Regions from separate parts of the Hordeum vulgare genome. Here region 2 is linked to region 1. The links are chromatin contacts, called in public Hi-C maps. All regions are on one chromosome and are shown on one strand. Each heading gives the region's core, a stretch centred on a gene start, on an enhancer-like site or on the middle of the called end of the contact. The rest is flanking DNA. Distances are from core to core; before and after follow the strand shown. Region 1 holds the start of LOC123435443 (GDP-mannose transporter GONST3-like). Region 2 holds the start of LOC123435523.

Region 1 (7,949 bases), core at 3,232-5,731:
AGTCAACCCCGCCACCAACCCCGTTCCAGCCAACGCTCGCTGGATTTTGCCTCCAGGTGTCCTCTGCTACAGTTCCGCCGGATTCCGCTGGCGGTCTCGCTGGACTTTGACGCAGCCTCCGTCGTGCCGGTCCTTCGCTGCCCCAATCCGGTCTCGCCCTCGCCGGTCCTCTGCTGTAGCCGCCGATTTCGCCGGATCTCGCTACTGCTGCTGCAGCACTCCGTCGTTCCTCCAGGCCGGGTGGATTTCCAGATCGCGCAACCTCCAGGTCGGGTTCCAGATCGAGCAGAGTAGCCTCGAGGCCGGGTCCCGGATTCCCACGCAACAGATTGATTCTGCCCTGCCCGCACGAGTGTCGAGTGCGAGTGCGAGTTGATGTTTTCTATGTGTTTTTTACTTTTGAGGTTTATAATACCAAACGAAGTCGAGTTGCCTCAATTTTTTATGATATTTCCTAGACCAAAAGAAGACGTGGAAGCTTCGGGAGAGGGCTGGAAGTCACACGAGGGAGGCACAAACCAACAGGGCGCGACCGGGGGGTCGACACGCCCTGATGGCTTGTCCCTACCTACTATCCCCTCCACCTCCATTCTCTACCATATAAATTCACATATATTTCAAAAACCCTAAATATTAAAGAGAAATACTTTTTTCGTCGTCGCAGTCTCTGTTCCATGACGATCCCATCTGGAGCTTCGTTCTGGCACCCTTTCGGAGGGGGATCAATCACGAAGTGCCTCTTCATCTACCTTGCTGCCATCGTGATGATGTGTGAGTAGTTCACCAAAGACCTATGGTCCGTAGTTAGTACCTAGATGGTTATCTCTCTCTTGATCTTCAATACAATGATCATCGCATCTATGCTTTGATCTATCTAATGTAATTCTTTTGTATGGTGTGTTGTTGGGATCCAATGAATTATGGGTTTATGTTTAGATTATTCACGAAAAGTATTTGGGTCTTCTGTGAAGTTATTATGATTCTTATTTGCATGATCATCATACCTTCGTAATTCTCTCTCGTATAATGAATTGCTTAAGCCAAATAGTTTGGTATTCCTTCAATGAGAAGGGTGCCGACTGTCTCGGCTGGTGGCGGCAGGGCCCGTTGCTCCTGTCCATTCCATCGCGGAACAGCGCTGCAACGGGATTCCAGGTCGGCTGCCTGAACCGATGGCAGCAGACTCCAGCTGCCTCGCCCGGCATGTGCTACACATCACCTGACGCATGTGTCGTCAGAATGGTACGGAGTCTTTTCTCGCAATGCACTTCACGGATGGTCTTTTCTCGCAAATCGATTCATCTAGTGGTGCCTTAAACAAAAATCCCTGTGTATCGAGTGTGTATGGCTGAGAAAGCACGGGACGGAGGGGGATGATGCCACGTTTGTCATCTCGTAAAAGTCCGTTAAGGCTGTCCGTATATTTAGCATTATTGGGACGGAGGGAGTGTAAACGACTATGACTCCCTGGTCAACTCAATCCCCGTTCCCAAACACGCAATCCCGAACGCCGCGAGCAGAGCAGAGCAGGAGCATTCCCACCGCGGCACCATGGCAGCCCCGCCGTCCCACCCGTTCGTCTACATCGACGCCGAGGCGCTCCACGCCGTCCTCCCCTTCCCGTCGCTGATCTCCCACCTCCGCACGGGCCTCCCCGCCTTCTCCGGGGACATCCACTGCCCGCAGCGCGTCTCCTTCCCGGTCCCCACCTCGCCCTCCGCGGCGCTGCTCCTCATGCCCTCATGGTGCGCCCACCCCTCGCTCCCCTACCTCGCCCTCAAGGCCGTCACCTCCTTCCCCGCCAACTCCCCGCGCAACCCCTCCATCCACGCAACTGTCTCCCTCTTCAGCTCCGCCTCCGGCGTTCCCCTCGCGTCCGTCGACGGCTCCGTGCTCACCCTCCTCCGCACCGCCGCGGTCTCCGCCCTCGCCGCCTCCCTCCTCGTCTCCCCCTCCCGCCCCCCCTCCACCCTCGCGCTCGCGGGCGCCGGGGCCCTCGCGCCCTACCTCGCCGAGGCGCACCTGTCCGCCCTCCCCTCACTCTCCCGCATCTTGGTGTGGAACCGCACCAAGGCCAAATCCGCCGCACTCGTCGCCAAGCTCCGGCACGCGCACCCGGGGGTGGCCGTCGAGGAGGTCGACGGCATGGACGAGGCGGTGTCCGCGGCGGACATCGTGAGCTGCGCGACGGGGTCGCAGGAGCCGATCGTGCGGGGGGAGCTGCTGAGGCCCGGGGCGCACCTGGACCTGGTGGGGTCGTTCACGCCGGCGATGCGGGAGTGTGACGACGAGGCGCTCCGTCGGGGCAGGGTGTTCATCGACTTCGAGGCGGCGCTGGAGGAGGCCGGGGAGCTTGTGGGTGCGATGCAGCGCGGCGTGCTGCGGAGGGAGGATGTGGCAGGGACGCTCGCGGAGTTGGCCGCCGGGGCCGTGGCCGGGCGGCGCAGCGACGATGAGATCACCGTGTTCAAGTCCGTTGGCACGGCCGTGGTCGATCTCTTGGCGGCGCAGTTGGCCTACGAGAACTACATTGCAACCAAGAGCGCGTGAGGTGGATCGATGCATGGAACTCATGGATTGCGCCAAGGCTCTTCTTCTTGCAGGCGGATTGCACTGGCTGTTCCTTCCAAACAGTCATCATCAGCGAAATACAGATAAATAAACCGATCAGATTAGCACTTGCGCTTCTGATCATCAGCTGTGGCACATTCACTTGACGTTAGGCCGATTCGAATAAGGAGGTGTTGTCATCTCATGATACCTTGTCTTTGTATCTGATTCTAATAATATACTGTACTGTGGTTTTTATCAAGGAGAATTACAGTGTAATAGCTTAAGTGTGAACTCAAATCTCTTGTATTGTTGGCATTGTCGCTGAGTGTACTGCAATGTCAGGACTCAGGACCAACATGGCTGCACATCTGGATGCTCTCTCGGAGCTTATGATTTATTGAATTATTGTGCACTCTGTCTATCGGGTGAGGATGAACTCAGACCTTAATATGAGTTTTTTTTTTCAGATAACGGGAGAGACCCTAATAAGTGGGACGAAGCAGATGCAAAAGCATCACCGGATGGTTGTAGTTGAGCCATTTTTATCTTCAGAGCAAGCGATGGACATCATTTGTTGCTTGGTTTTCAATGTTATTAGCCTATATCGCAATTGTAATATAGTATCGATATTCATCTAGACCTGTGACAGCCTAGTTAGCTCGGTTCTCTGCAAAAAAAAACTCATGTTGAGTGACCGACATGTCCTGGAGGACCTGAATTTTGTTGAAGGAACACCGAGCGTAACAGCTCCATGAGCGTCAGAACGAGCTTATAATGTGTCTTGTCTATATTTGGATGGCATTTGCAGGGCCGGTCCTATGTTTGGGAAGGCCCTAGGACAAACTCGGTGACATAGGCCCCTAAGACTATATATATGTGTGTGTCTACTCAAAATAAAATGTATCTGTGTGCTCTATATGAACATACATATTATTTTGGGACGAAGGGAGTATGTCCAACTCATTTACAAGACCTTAAGAGTAAACTTTCAACAACCATACACCCTTAGCTCTAGATTTCTAATAGTAATTATTGGGGAATGTCATATTACAACGAGAAGACTAGAAATATAGCAAAATAAAATAGGTATGATTACCTCAAATAAGAACCAATTTCTAATGACTTGATCGGCCACAATAATGCTTTGGCGCTTCAAAAATAAGTAAAAGCCCCTACGGTGGTTTAATTGAGAGATCACATTGTTTTCTTTTTCTCTTTTGTTCAAAACCAGGCAAGTACTTCTTAGGAAACATTGTAACCTAAAATTATGAAAAGAAAAAAGAGAACACATAGAATTAAAAATTTATGCATTAGATCCTTAACAATAACATACTATGTAGATTGAAAATTGGGGATGCTTGAATTATATACATATTTGTGAATGTGAAACACCAAAAAGATCAGACGACAGTGAAGTGAACTCGCGGTTGCGCATGGTCGGGCGTGAGTGGCCGCCGGCCAAGGCAGGCGGGTAACAACCAACAGGCCAATGGCGGCACATCGGCATGGCGCAAGAGCAAACTGGACGGCGAGCGGCCACATGAATCGCAAAGAATGCAGCGTTTGGCGCTAAGATAAAGCACGAAGACATTCATGATATTATGCTTCCTTCACTTTACTCATGTACTACGTTTTGAGGACGTAGTAGTAGCTTTTGTCATCGCGTTTACAGTAGCAGAGATTGAGCTCCCAAATGATCCAGATTCTTTATACTGAGTTCCCTGCTGTTATGATGTACAGTATGTAAATAAATACATGTATATTCTCTTACGGAGGTTCTGTTATGTTAGGAATACATGACATCCAAACATCAAGGTGGCTGTAGTTTAGTGGTGAGAATTCCACGTTGTGGCCGTGGAGACCTGGGCTCGAATCCCAGCAGCCACACTTCCATTTTTTCTTTAGTCTTTTCCTTCAGTTAGCAGATTAATTTTTTTATTTTGAGAAACTCGCTCTCCCCTGTCTCAGCCCCGCGCCGCCACCCCCCGCAGCCTTTCCTCCGCGCCGCCACCCTCCCGCAGCCTCTCCTCCCCGGCGCCCACCTCCCGCACCCTCTCCCCTCCGGCATGGGCTTCCATACCTAGCTGCGGGTGGCGGCTACCTGGCAGCGGGCGACGACCAGGCAGAGGCGCGGCGGGAGAGGAAGGAGGGACGACCAGGCACAGGCACAGGCGCGGCGGGTTCCAGGCACAGGCGCAGCAAGGTATATCCAGGCCCCCACGTTTTCTGCTGCTGTGTAAATCCATGTTTCTTATATATTTGCTGCTGTGTAGATCCATGATTTCCCATGTTTTTTCTCAATAAGTGATGGTGTGTATTACCTAGATCTGATCCATGGTTATTCAGATTTGGTACTCATATTGTTGATAGGATGCATCATTTGTAGATGGCCAACAAGATGAACAAAAGAAAAAGGATGGCTAGGGGAGCTGCTGTTTTTGTAGCACTAGCTGCAATGGCAGTCGCTGTTCGGGCTATAATAAAGAAGAGAAGACCACGTATTACCTATGGCCCAATGCACGAAAGAGATCGAATCAGATACGATTATCTAAACCAAAAATTTTGGCAAAGCGATGTCTTATGTAAAAACATGCTAAGGTTTGAAAGAGCTGCGTTTTTCAATTTGTGTGCTATAATGAGGGACTGCAAGTTGCTAGAAGATAGTCCACATGTTAGCGTCGAGCAACAATTAGCAATGTTTTTGCATACAGTTGGGCATAACCTTCGGAATAGGGTGGTGTCAGCCAATTTTTGTAGATCATATGGCACAACTAGCATCTATTTTAGAAAGGCTCTTCATGCCATAGGCGAGCTTCGTAATGATTATATACAGCCACCATCATTGGAGACCCCAACAAAAATTGAAGGAAATCATCGATTTGATCCCGGTGAGGATCACGAGCCCTCGACGCCTCCCACCCGGAGATTTCGCTCCAATTCCAAATCCCGGCCCGCAGAAAGCAGTCCAGGTATACGCTTCGATTCTTCTTCGGGTTTGATCTAGGGTTTGGGGGCGGCTCTGGGGTGCATTTCGTCATTTATGTCGCCTAGCTTCTTCTCAGCTTCGATTAGAGTGAGTGATTGCGGGAGGCGCTGTCTACCCTCTGCTCATACTCTGTATTACCTTGGCGAGTGGATTTTGATTTGCTCGAGTGCGGAAACGTTAGGGAATAGGGATGCGTAGCTTTCTACCAAATTTGTAGCATTTCGTCTGTGCTAATTAAGCATGCTGCATGTTTATAGGTGCCACCGTTTGAAATTTTGGATCCCTGAACTTGCATTTGTTGTTGCATAGTCACTACTTCTGAGAATCTGGGTCGCTACAGATAACGATAAACTCTTCAACTGGTACTTTTGAACTTAACTATGGTTTCTCAGTTTCTCTTGCATGCTATGTGTATGCTCCGTTACCCCTGTGGATGTAGGATACTTGAGTTATGTGATCATACAATGCTTAATTGTTTCTTTTAACATCACAAAGTGCTGCTCTTTCACTAGAGGGATTAATACGGAAACAATGTTGTAATTCCCTGTAGTATTTTGTCAGTTTTGTTATCTTGCTCGGCACATTCCAAATGTTGGTAGCTCATATTTTTCTCATCAGTTTTTCAACACTCCTCAAATATCATGTGTGTAGAATTTTGAACTGAGAGTTTTGTTTATGTCATATGTTACTGTGGGCTCCTGATTGCGTATTCCAATAAGATGAGTAGGATTCATCGTGTATTTTAGAAGTTCATTTATTTGTTCCGAGCACTTATAATATAATTTTGGATGCTGCAGATGTCTGATCCCTCGGAGCCCTCGAAAGAAGGTTCGTCAGCCAATGGTTCGAGTGCTCTCCAAAAAACTGGAGCATGGAGTAGCATATTGAGCACTCTTGTCCAGCAAGCTTCAGTGTATGGCTTGGCTGTTGGTTATTGCCTGTCAGCATCTTTGCTCTCCATTATCAACAAATGGGCAATCATGAAATTCCCGTACCCTGGGGCATTGACAGCTCTACAGTACTTGACTAGTGTTGTTGGAGTTCTCCTATGTGGACAAGCAAAGCTTATTGAGCATGATGGCCTTAATTTCACAACCATGTGGAAGTTCTTACCTGCTGCTGTGATGTTTTACATCTCCATCTTCACAAACAGCGAACTCTTGCTGCATGCCAATGTGGACACTTTCATTGTCTTTCGCTCTGCTGTGCCGATATTTGTGGCCATTGGAGAGACATTGTACCTTCACCAACCATGGCCGTCATTCAAGACATGGCTTTCACTATCCACCATACTCGGTGGAAGTGTGATCTACGTTTTCACAGACAACCAGTTCACTGTGACTGCTTATAGCTGGGCAGTGGCCTACCTAGCAAGTATGTCCATTGATTTCGTATACATCAAGCACGTTGTCATGACAATTGGCCTGAATACATGGGGCCTTGTGCTCTACAACAATCTTGAGGCTTTGATGCTGTTCCCCATTGAGCTCTTTATAATGGGAGAGTTCAATCAGATGAAGGTCGACAGCTCTAAGATGACAAACTGGCTGTCATTCGACGTGATTCTTCCGGTTGCTTTGTCGTGCATTTTTGGCTTAGCAATATCTTTCTTTGGGTTCTCTTGCAGACGGGCTATCTCAGCTACTGGATTTACGGTCCTTGGTATAGTAAACAAGCTCCTCACTGTGGTGATCAATCTGCTTATCTGGGATAAGCATTCATCCCTTGTGGGAACAATTGGGCTGCTGATCTGCATGTCTGGTGGCGTTCTGTACCAGCAATCCACCACAAAGACCAAGGCACCAAGTGTTGAGCCGAAGAAAGAGAATGACGAGGAAGAACAGAAGTTGCTTGAGATGCAGCAAGGGTGTGAGATCAGTTCAACTGAAGAGCATTCGTCATAAGCCTCATCGCTGAAGTTTGTTATTGTTACTTCACTTCCGGCAACAGCTTCCGTGGACCGTTGGAAAGAAATGTTTGGCTACAGGGCATAGTTGACATTAGAACCTTGCAATGCTGAAGCATTAGGAAATGCAGAGTAACATGAGTATCATTCTACGATTCTTTTGTTATTGTTTATCGTTTCGTTTTTAAGAGAGAATTGCTGAGCTGTAGGGCCTAACCCCTGAATGCTGATTGTATACAGTAGCCCTTCTCTTATTTAGTTATTTGTCATTTCTCTTTCTTTTCTTTAGTTTTAGCAGTAGCAGGTGGCACCTTGTGTGCACATATTGTATGTTCGTACTGTATTGGGCTACCTTTCTGGCGAGCCATCACCGCATGCAATGCTGTTTTTGGTTCATTTTGAGATAACTTACCACAATTATGGAAAAGTAACCTTTGAATAATACATTTAAGGGTTAAACATTCATAAATTGCTATAGGAGCTCGGGCTCGGGCTCCATGGAGC
Region 2 (7,949 bases), core at 2,611-5,110, 890 kb after region 1:
TGATGATGGCCATGGTGCTGCAATATTATCACTCAAATCACATGTAAAGCTAATACCCGTAACGTTGTCGAATACAATGTCCGTAGGTAAGCTCCGAAGTAGACAACCTACAGAATGAAATACTGAATTTAGCACAGAACCACACGAGTACATAACTATGATGAACCAGATAAAGTTGATCGAATAGAACTAACCTTGCTGCCCAAAAGCTGCTCCAATTTGACAAATGGTGCCATGGAAAATAGACAATGTTATTTTGTATTCCGATATGAAGCAAATATTAAAGAGAACTAATATCTTTGTGCATACCTTGCAAGCTAAAATCTTTCAGGTCAATATCACACAGCCCATAAATATCATTCCCCACACCAGCTTTCTGTAGCATTGATCCAAACATGGTTGCACAGTTAATTGCTTGCAAATTTGTGACAAAGATTTGCTTCTGTCTAGTTGCGATGTAAGATTGCAACGCTGCACAGCATGAGGGCCTTGAAGATGCCTTGCCACATGCCTTAGCGACTGAAGAAGGATCGTCGAACTCCAGTGGACAGACTACATAATTCAGAACAGGATTCAGAATTTACACTTGATGCCGTGCATTATTATGATGACACTGACAGCACTGATGAACCAGCAATGATGAACCAGCAATGATGAAACGAGGATAAGATTGGAAGAACAGAAAAAAGGCACCTGTAATTTAAGTATGACAATCTTTGTGGAATCTTGGTATCACAGGCATCAGAAAAATATATCAATGTACTAACCCAAGCTAGCAAAAATCGCATACCTTTGTTCACCTTGCAGCCAGATAATACTCTGAAAGCAGTGTTTGCCACTTCTGATGAAAGTTTCATAGATAAGTAGGAGTGAACAACCCCTTTACAGTCACTAACAGCATTAATACCAGCCGCACTCCCAGGTATGCTAGTAGAACTTCCGAACATGCTTGCCCCTCCTGAGGATATATGAACCGCTGCTTCCACTATTGCAGGTTGGCAAACTGGCCTACAACACTCTTTCAGTGGGTCAACACTGCTGCATGCATCCAGGAGTTTGCTTACATTAACCATTTTCTCAAACGAGCTAATATCCTTCACGGGACAAGAAGCATCAGTAAGATTTGATGGCCTCAGAGTACACAACTCAGGGATATTGGTGTTTGCCCCTTTACTTGCAAGTATGCTCATGATGTCAGAGAAACAAGCATTTGCTGAAGCTTGATTGAGAACAAGCGTATTGTTTCCACCACCATATGCAGCTTGGAAAATGTTCATCAAGCTACTAACTTGGGGACAACATATAACATCGGCAACTAGTGGTGCTAACGGTACAGAACAATCAGACGCTGTCTTGTCCATAATAAAAGAGAGCTCAGAAAAGTTCACATGGCATTTTCCGGTCAAAACCGGATCATAGGATGTGTAGTTTGGATACATTGGTGACAGTGGCTCAACTGGGTTGGTATTGTGTGGGAGAACAGATGGCGAAATCTCTATCGGATCATAGAGACCAATAGGTGGGTCAGACAGAAGAAATTTATCTTTTGGTTCAAGTGTTGTTTGCTGAGACAGAACATGCTGACAGCCACAAAGCCATATCAATACCAATACAACCCGATGATACACTATACCTGCAATAAAATCTTACTTTTAGCATAGCTCATCAAAGATAGTGGTCACAAAAAAAAAACACAAAGCACTTTTACATATGGATGTCTAGCTAAAATGTAATGTGCATGTAATTTTTAAATTTTCAGTTAGTTTCCTAACATCCTTAGAATCATAGCTGCACTTGTATTGGACTATAGGAATAGTCATCACCTTGTAACTATCATGTATTTTGGACTTTTATAATGTAGAACAAAACATTAGACCTATACAATGTGCTTGTTTTCGAGGAAAGTCAAACCAATATTTATTTATTTATTTCACATGGAAAATAATGCTGACATGTAAGTATTTTAAAAATAAATTGATTAATGCTTATACCATCTCATATATGGTGGGAATTAATAACGACATGGTGACAGCCTAGATTAGACATTCGTATGCAGCAGAAGTAAATGTATCTTTAAGAAGCTTCCGTATATTAAGAACCGAAGGTTCAAATAATCTTCTAAAATCATGTGAGATTCCCCGCCCCCTTCAGTTTCTGCCGGCTTATGAGAAGCCTAAAGTTTTACCCAAATCAAATATACTGTCTAATTATTATATGCATAAAAAACTTGTGTGTAGAAGAAAACGGCTCACCCTGAAAACAAGAACCAGAGCCCCTCTCCATTTTTAACCTGAAGATGTCAATGCATGCATAAGACTGTGCACACAAGGTCCTCATTCCCCGCACAAGTTTACGACTGGAACTCGCAGGATCATTGGAGGCAGTAGCACCCGCACCAAACAAATGGAATAAAAAAAACTGCAGACAGATGGAAAGCAAAATGAATAATTAAAATTTTAGTCACATGCAGCATATAGTTAAGTACTTCTCCTAAGAATTATCCACATATAGATCAATTCACTCAAAAACATTTCCTAACTGAACAGGCGAAGGTGCATAACGTTATCAATTTATAATATGTTATTAAGATAAATAAATATTTCCATCTAATTTTCAGGTACGATTCCAACTGACGCAACTAAAAGTATGCAGGGAAACTGAGTTGGAAGTTGTTCTGCAATTAAACCGCCCTTAGCAATTGGTTTTTTACAAAGAACATTCTGGTCCACTGGAGACATTTTCCTTTGTGCGCGCGAGCGAGGGGGGGGGAGCTACAGACTTTGACTACATGTATAATGCTAACAACAGAGGGTAGTTATGGAGTACATGGTTGTGGTTTCACAGAGAAGTGACAACCACACAGCGAAAAAATATTGCTTCTCTGCACAAAAAAGGTAAGTGTTGTTCCTTTTATATGAACAACAGATGCAAGCGTCTGCCAGATATCATGAGGTAACTCTACAAGCAAAAGGACTTGACTAGGAAGCTACGATGCCGCCTAACCATGAAATCCCAACTCACTTGACAAAGGATGCAAAAGGTAGTATGAGGAAACAACCTTCAGTCCCAGTACCGCATAGAAACAAACCATTTCTATTAAATAGCGTGTTCTTATCCTCGCACAGGATCGACCTCCAAAAACATATCAATTGCCTGTTGCTATGAAATTCGGAGAACATCTATCTACGTGCAGGACTGCCAACCGATTGCACAAGGAACCTCCGAGCATTCAGCAACACATAGAATCATAAGCAGACAGCACACATTTGCTTGAGCTACACAATATGGAAACATTTGTTTGCAGTTGGATTAGAAGAACCGACCAGCATGAGTACAGCTAGCTGCCTAGCTCCACCAATCTTGGGAACAGCACTAATTCGACTGCATTTAATCGCTACACAGATTTAGAGCAAGAAAAGTTACTCCCCCTACCTCTACTCCCTCATTCCAGCAAAGAAAGAAAAGGAAGTGCTAAGTAAATGCCATGCGCAGATTTGCTGTGCGGGTGACCAGGCATTAAACTACACGGAGAGCACATCGTCCTGAACAATATAGCGAGCGCCTCACCTCGGTTCCCTTGGGCGTCACTGGATCTGAAGCGTGCCGATCCGGCTTCCCCCTCAACGCCGGGCCCACCGCCGGGGGGCGGGAGCGGGAGCCGAGAGACGGCGTGCGCGAGTCCGCCCCGCCGCCGAGCTTGCCGCCGGCCGCGAGCGCGGTGCAGACGTTCAGTGGGGTGGGATGGGGTGAGCGCTAGTGCGCCGAGCTGGGGGGGATTAGGGTTGGCGAGCAGCAGCAGCAGCAGCAGGTGAGGTGGTGGAGTGAGGGGATGCGGCTGTCTCTTGTGTCAGTGTGTGTACACGCCTACACGGTGCGGTGGAGGAGAGGAGAGAAGGAGAGCGAGCGAGAGAGGCCGAATACGCGCGTCACGGGCTCACTGCCTGCCGCCGATACGTGGGCCGACTTGCAGTACGTTGGGCTTGGGCTGGGCCATGTGTGCTGCACACCCCCATAAAAAAATGTTGTTCTAAAAAAAATCAAAAGAAGGAAAAAAATGCGTATGCTGCATACTGTACGATTATTTTTTATACCGCAGCGAAGTGGAGCTTAGATTGCTCGGTCTCTCGTGAACTCTTTCAAAAAATAATAATTTGCAGGGAGTGAACTCTTTCGATTAACTCAAAAGACCAATAAAAGAATCCTCAAAACAAAAGGTTTTCCATATTTTTATACTCCCTTTGTTTTAAAATAAATGGTTTAACTTTATACTCCTTTCGTTCGGAATTACTTATCACAAAAATGAATAATAATTCATGCATCAATTGATGCAGAGACCGGAGGTTTAACGTCCTTTTCCAAAAAAAAAACTAGAAATAAAATACATCTAGATACATCAATTGTTATTCATTTCTCCTACAATATCTTCGGACGGACAAAGTACTAGTTTTACTATAAGGTTTTGTTTGTAACATAGTACAAACGTAAAAGCTCATATGCATGCTCATACACTCATCCCTATGAACGCACGCACGTGTAACCCTATCCTTATGAGAATCTTCAAAGATTGAGGTGGCATATCATCTTGAAAGCATCAGGAAAATCCTCTCGTAGGCTAGGAATACCACACTCCCTCCAACCATCCAACCATAGGGTTGGTTCGCTTTTAGTACAAAGTTGTATTAAAACTGAGACATTTATTTTAGAACGGATAAAATATAAAGACAAAAAGGTTGTGTTGCATCATGGTTCATGTACAAAGGAATCCCGTCGCCTCCATTGCCACCGCGAGTCACCTCCTCTCCGCCGGTAGGAATCCCGTCGCTGGCAAGGTAACTGCACTCGTTCCTCTCGCCCAGCTTGTTGCTTATGTGTGTTGTGTGGGTGCTTGATGTTGTGTTCTTGACAGCTTGTCACCGTGTTCTTGCCGCTGATGGTCTGCTGCTGCTACTTTGTTGTATATGATTTTTGAGTCTGGCTATTCGACTAAAGGCCTATTCGGATGTCCTCCACTCCGCATCTGCAGTCCCGGAGTTGGAGGAGCAGGAGGTAAAAATTGCAGAGCTGGACAAGAGATACTCCGCAGATTCTCAGATTTCATGGAGCTCGAGGGTTACCGAACAACTCCTAAGATCCATCCTCTTGAGGGAAGGGATTATGATGCTGCTGAACTGGAGGTCCTTTACCGAGAATCGAGAAGTTTCATGTTGGGCCTGATCTTAGTGTCTCTGGCATTTCAAGCCGCTTACTTTGTTTCAATTTTGCTGAGCAACGATTTACATGTGCACCAAGTTTAAGTGGAATACGTTTTTCAGTTCAAAAAACTTGCTGGATTAATTTGCTTTATCTAGCGAGCAAGTGATGGTGGAAGAGGACGAGCTTCCTGGACAAGAAGATCTTTGTATTCTTCTCGATGGTGCAGAGTTGAGGTGTTCTCAAACCTCCATGCCTATTTTATTGTACTATTGACTCTTGAACGTTCTCTTTTTCTGATTAGTTTTTTTCCTCTATTCTTAGTTTCTTTACTTCCGATTTCAACTTTCCAAGGATTTAGTTTTAAAAAAGTTGAAGGGTTTTAGGATTGCATGGAGCCTTAGGTAGCTCAAGTAGACCCTTCCTTAAGTGCCAGATGCCTTCTGGTTCATACAAAAATCATGAAGCAAAACATTGTTGCTTGTTCCAAAAAAAACTCGATGACGAAGCGGGATGGTCTCATTTTAGCTGTAGTAGAATGTAAAATATGGACATTTAAAACAATGGCACCCAAATATTTAAGCTGTGAAGACTGCAATATTGTGATGGCTATGTTGATTCTGTTGTTGCTGGCCATCACAAAGTCATGTTTAATTATCAATATGTGAACACAACATGTGATTATGTGGAGCTTGTGTTGAAATATGATAAGCTAATAATCTAGCTAGGTGACTGCCCACTGTAGTGATCTATATGCTCTTATAATTCTTTATGGAGGGAGTAATATTTATCTCTAATCTGGTGTGATGATCATTGAACCTTTTTAGTAATGACTCTGCATAAAGACAAAGCAGAGAACATAATCTTGATGAAGGCATCTCAATGGAGATCGGAAAGTGTTGCACAAGTGGGTTTATCGGGTGGGGCAATTGAAAAAATATTCTTGCTTGGTTCTTGTATTCTCTTTCTGATGTGTTTTAATATATCGTCGACATGGAATAAATGATACCTCTCAGTTAAGTTTGAACTTCTATACGTTTCATAACACGGAGGATATTGTTATCTTATACATTATGTTTCTTTTTTCTATAGTTACGCACCCTTAATTTGTGTTTGTATTGCTTTTATAACATGTTTATCCATTTATGTCAAATATATGTTCCTACTCATAGTCTGTTCTGTTTGAAATTGTTTATTTCTTAACAGCTTTCCATGGATAATGAACTGTGTATGGTGGCTTTGTTAATCTTTAACCATTATTACATATTAGTGATCTTCAATGCATGTTTTTCATGAATTACTTACGTGGAATTACTTATGTGTGCGTGATTGGGAGTAGGTGCTTCATAGAAAATAAAATTGATGTATCATCATTTGGTTTGCTCATTATATTATTTTTGTATTAGTGAAGACGTGCATTACACATGCATGCTTACTAGTACATTTAAAATAGAAAACCAGAGATCAAATGGTTTGAGGTTAGCACGAGAGGTGACGAGACGTTTGACGAGCCAGCCCATGAATTGAGGAACGCTAAGTGCACCGGTTAGCGATCAACTTTCTTTCTCTTGCCTTAGCAAACTTCTTGAGTATTTAACAAAAATTATCACATTTTCGTCCAAACGTGTCCACAAACAACCACTTTACGATTTTGTTCCAAAAACTAACACTTCATTACTAATTTGTTGCAAAAAAACTATCAAGTGTGATAGTTACCCGATACGTCACAGTTAATCCCGTTTCTGGCACGTCGGGCCCACATTTCAGGCGTCAACAACCACCCATTAACGGCCATTAAGTCGGTCAAGGGCTTGTGGACCCTACCCTCTCCCATTGTAGCTCTATCTCTCTCTCTTTCTCTCTCTCTCTCTCTCTCTCTCTCTCTCTTTCTATGTCTCTCTCTCTCTTGAGCTCTCCACCATCTCTGACCTAGGTGGCGGCGGACATCATGGCGTCGGTGAGTCCGTCCGATGGAGGCGGCGATATGGGTGGCTGCGGGGTTGGTATTGAGACCACGGATCTCTTCCCTGTCTTTAAGGTAGGTGGCGATCACGATGGCGATGGTGGATCTAGCCTTGTCGATGGTGGCGGCGGCACCACCGACTGTACGAGTTTGGACGGGGTGGGCTTCACATGTGGTTTTGCAGCAGCCAGAGGCACATGTCATCAAGTTTTTTATGTCGCCTCCGCGTTCAATGGATTGCAGATACGATAATACTTTGTATATCTATTTACTTTGTTTTGTTTAACATGGATAAATCTTAGTAAGAATTATGTACTATGAAGTTGTTTTTATTTCAATTCAACTTCATGTGTTATCTGCTTCAGAATTAATTAGTAAATCTAGAATAGTGACAAAGAAGTTGTACTTATTTATGTAGTTCTGGTGGTGAGAAGTGGCACATATGGTTTCATTTCAATGGAAGAATCCCTACGAAAAGAGGTATATGTGAGAGAGATATTTCTTTTCTGACTCTAGTATCACTCACTGCTAGTGAGGGGTATGGGGAGAGTGATTTTATGTACTATGTAAAGGAAGAGGATATTGGAATTGAAGGAGTAAAGTATTTAGGTAATGAAGGTTGTGTTAAGGAAATGTTGGAGCTTTATCATTATCACAAGGTTCTAAACATTAAAGTTGTCAAAGGTGTTGAACCTGATAGTACTACACAGTCTCATGAGAATTACATGAACACTCAGCAGAGCTGCAGTGTGAGAAAGGAACTGGATGAATCTAAGCTTCAGAATATAAGAAATGA

What was found. A called contact is a pair of places that touch in the nucleus more often than the background predicts.
Region 2: a contact with region 1 is called in a Hi-C map of seedling, with 3 times the contacts expected there. The contact joins the promoter of LOC123435523 here to the promoter of LOC123435443 in region 1. A contact is called at or near these places in 2 of 6 Hi-C or Micro-C datasets (leaf and seedling).

The regions. Positions count from the first base shown.
Region 1 is chr1H:346,991,028-346,998,976 of MorexV3_pseudomolecules_assembly, forward strand. It overlaps LOC123435443 (GDP-mannose transporter GONST3-like), which reads left to right and starts at 4,482. Exons shown (of 2, transcript XM_045115572.1): 1 at 4,482-4,756; 2 at 6,337-7,847. The coding sequence starts at 6,337. The coding sequence ends at 7,443. It overlaps TRNAH-GUG (a tRNA gene), which reads left to right and starts at 4,369; the gene lies at 4,369-4,440. LOC123410817 (protein SAR DEFICIENT 4) reads left to right here and starts at 1,444. Exons shown (of 1, transcript XM_045103761.1): 1 at 1,444-2,950. The coding sequence starts at 1,552. The coding sequence ends at 2,550.
Region 2 is chr1H:347,882,422-347,890,370 of MorexV3_pseudomolecules_assembly, forward strand. It overlaps LOC123435523, which reads right to left and starts at 3,861. Exons shown (of 8, transcript XM_045115577.1): 1 at 3,568-3,861; 2 at 2,253-2,418; 3 at 791-1,633; 4 at 310-552; 5 at 195-209; 6 at 1-107. The coding sequence starts at 2,337.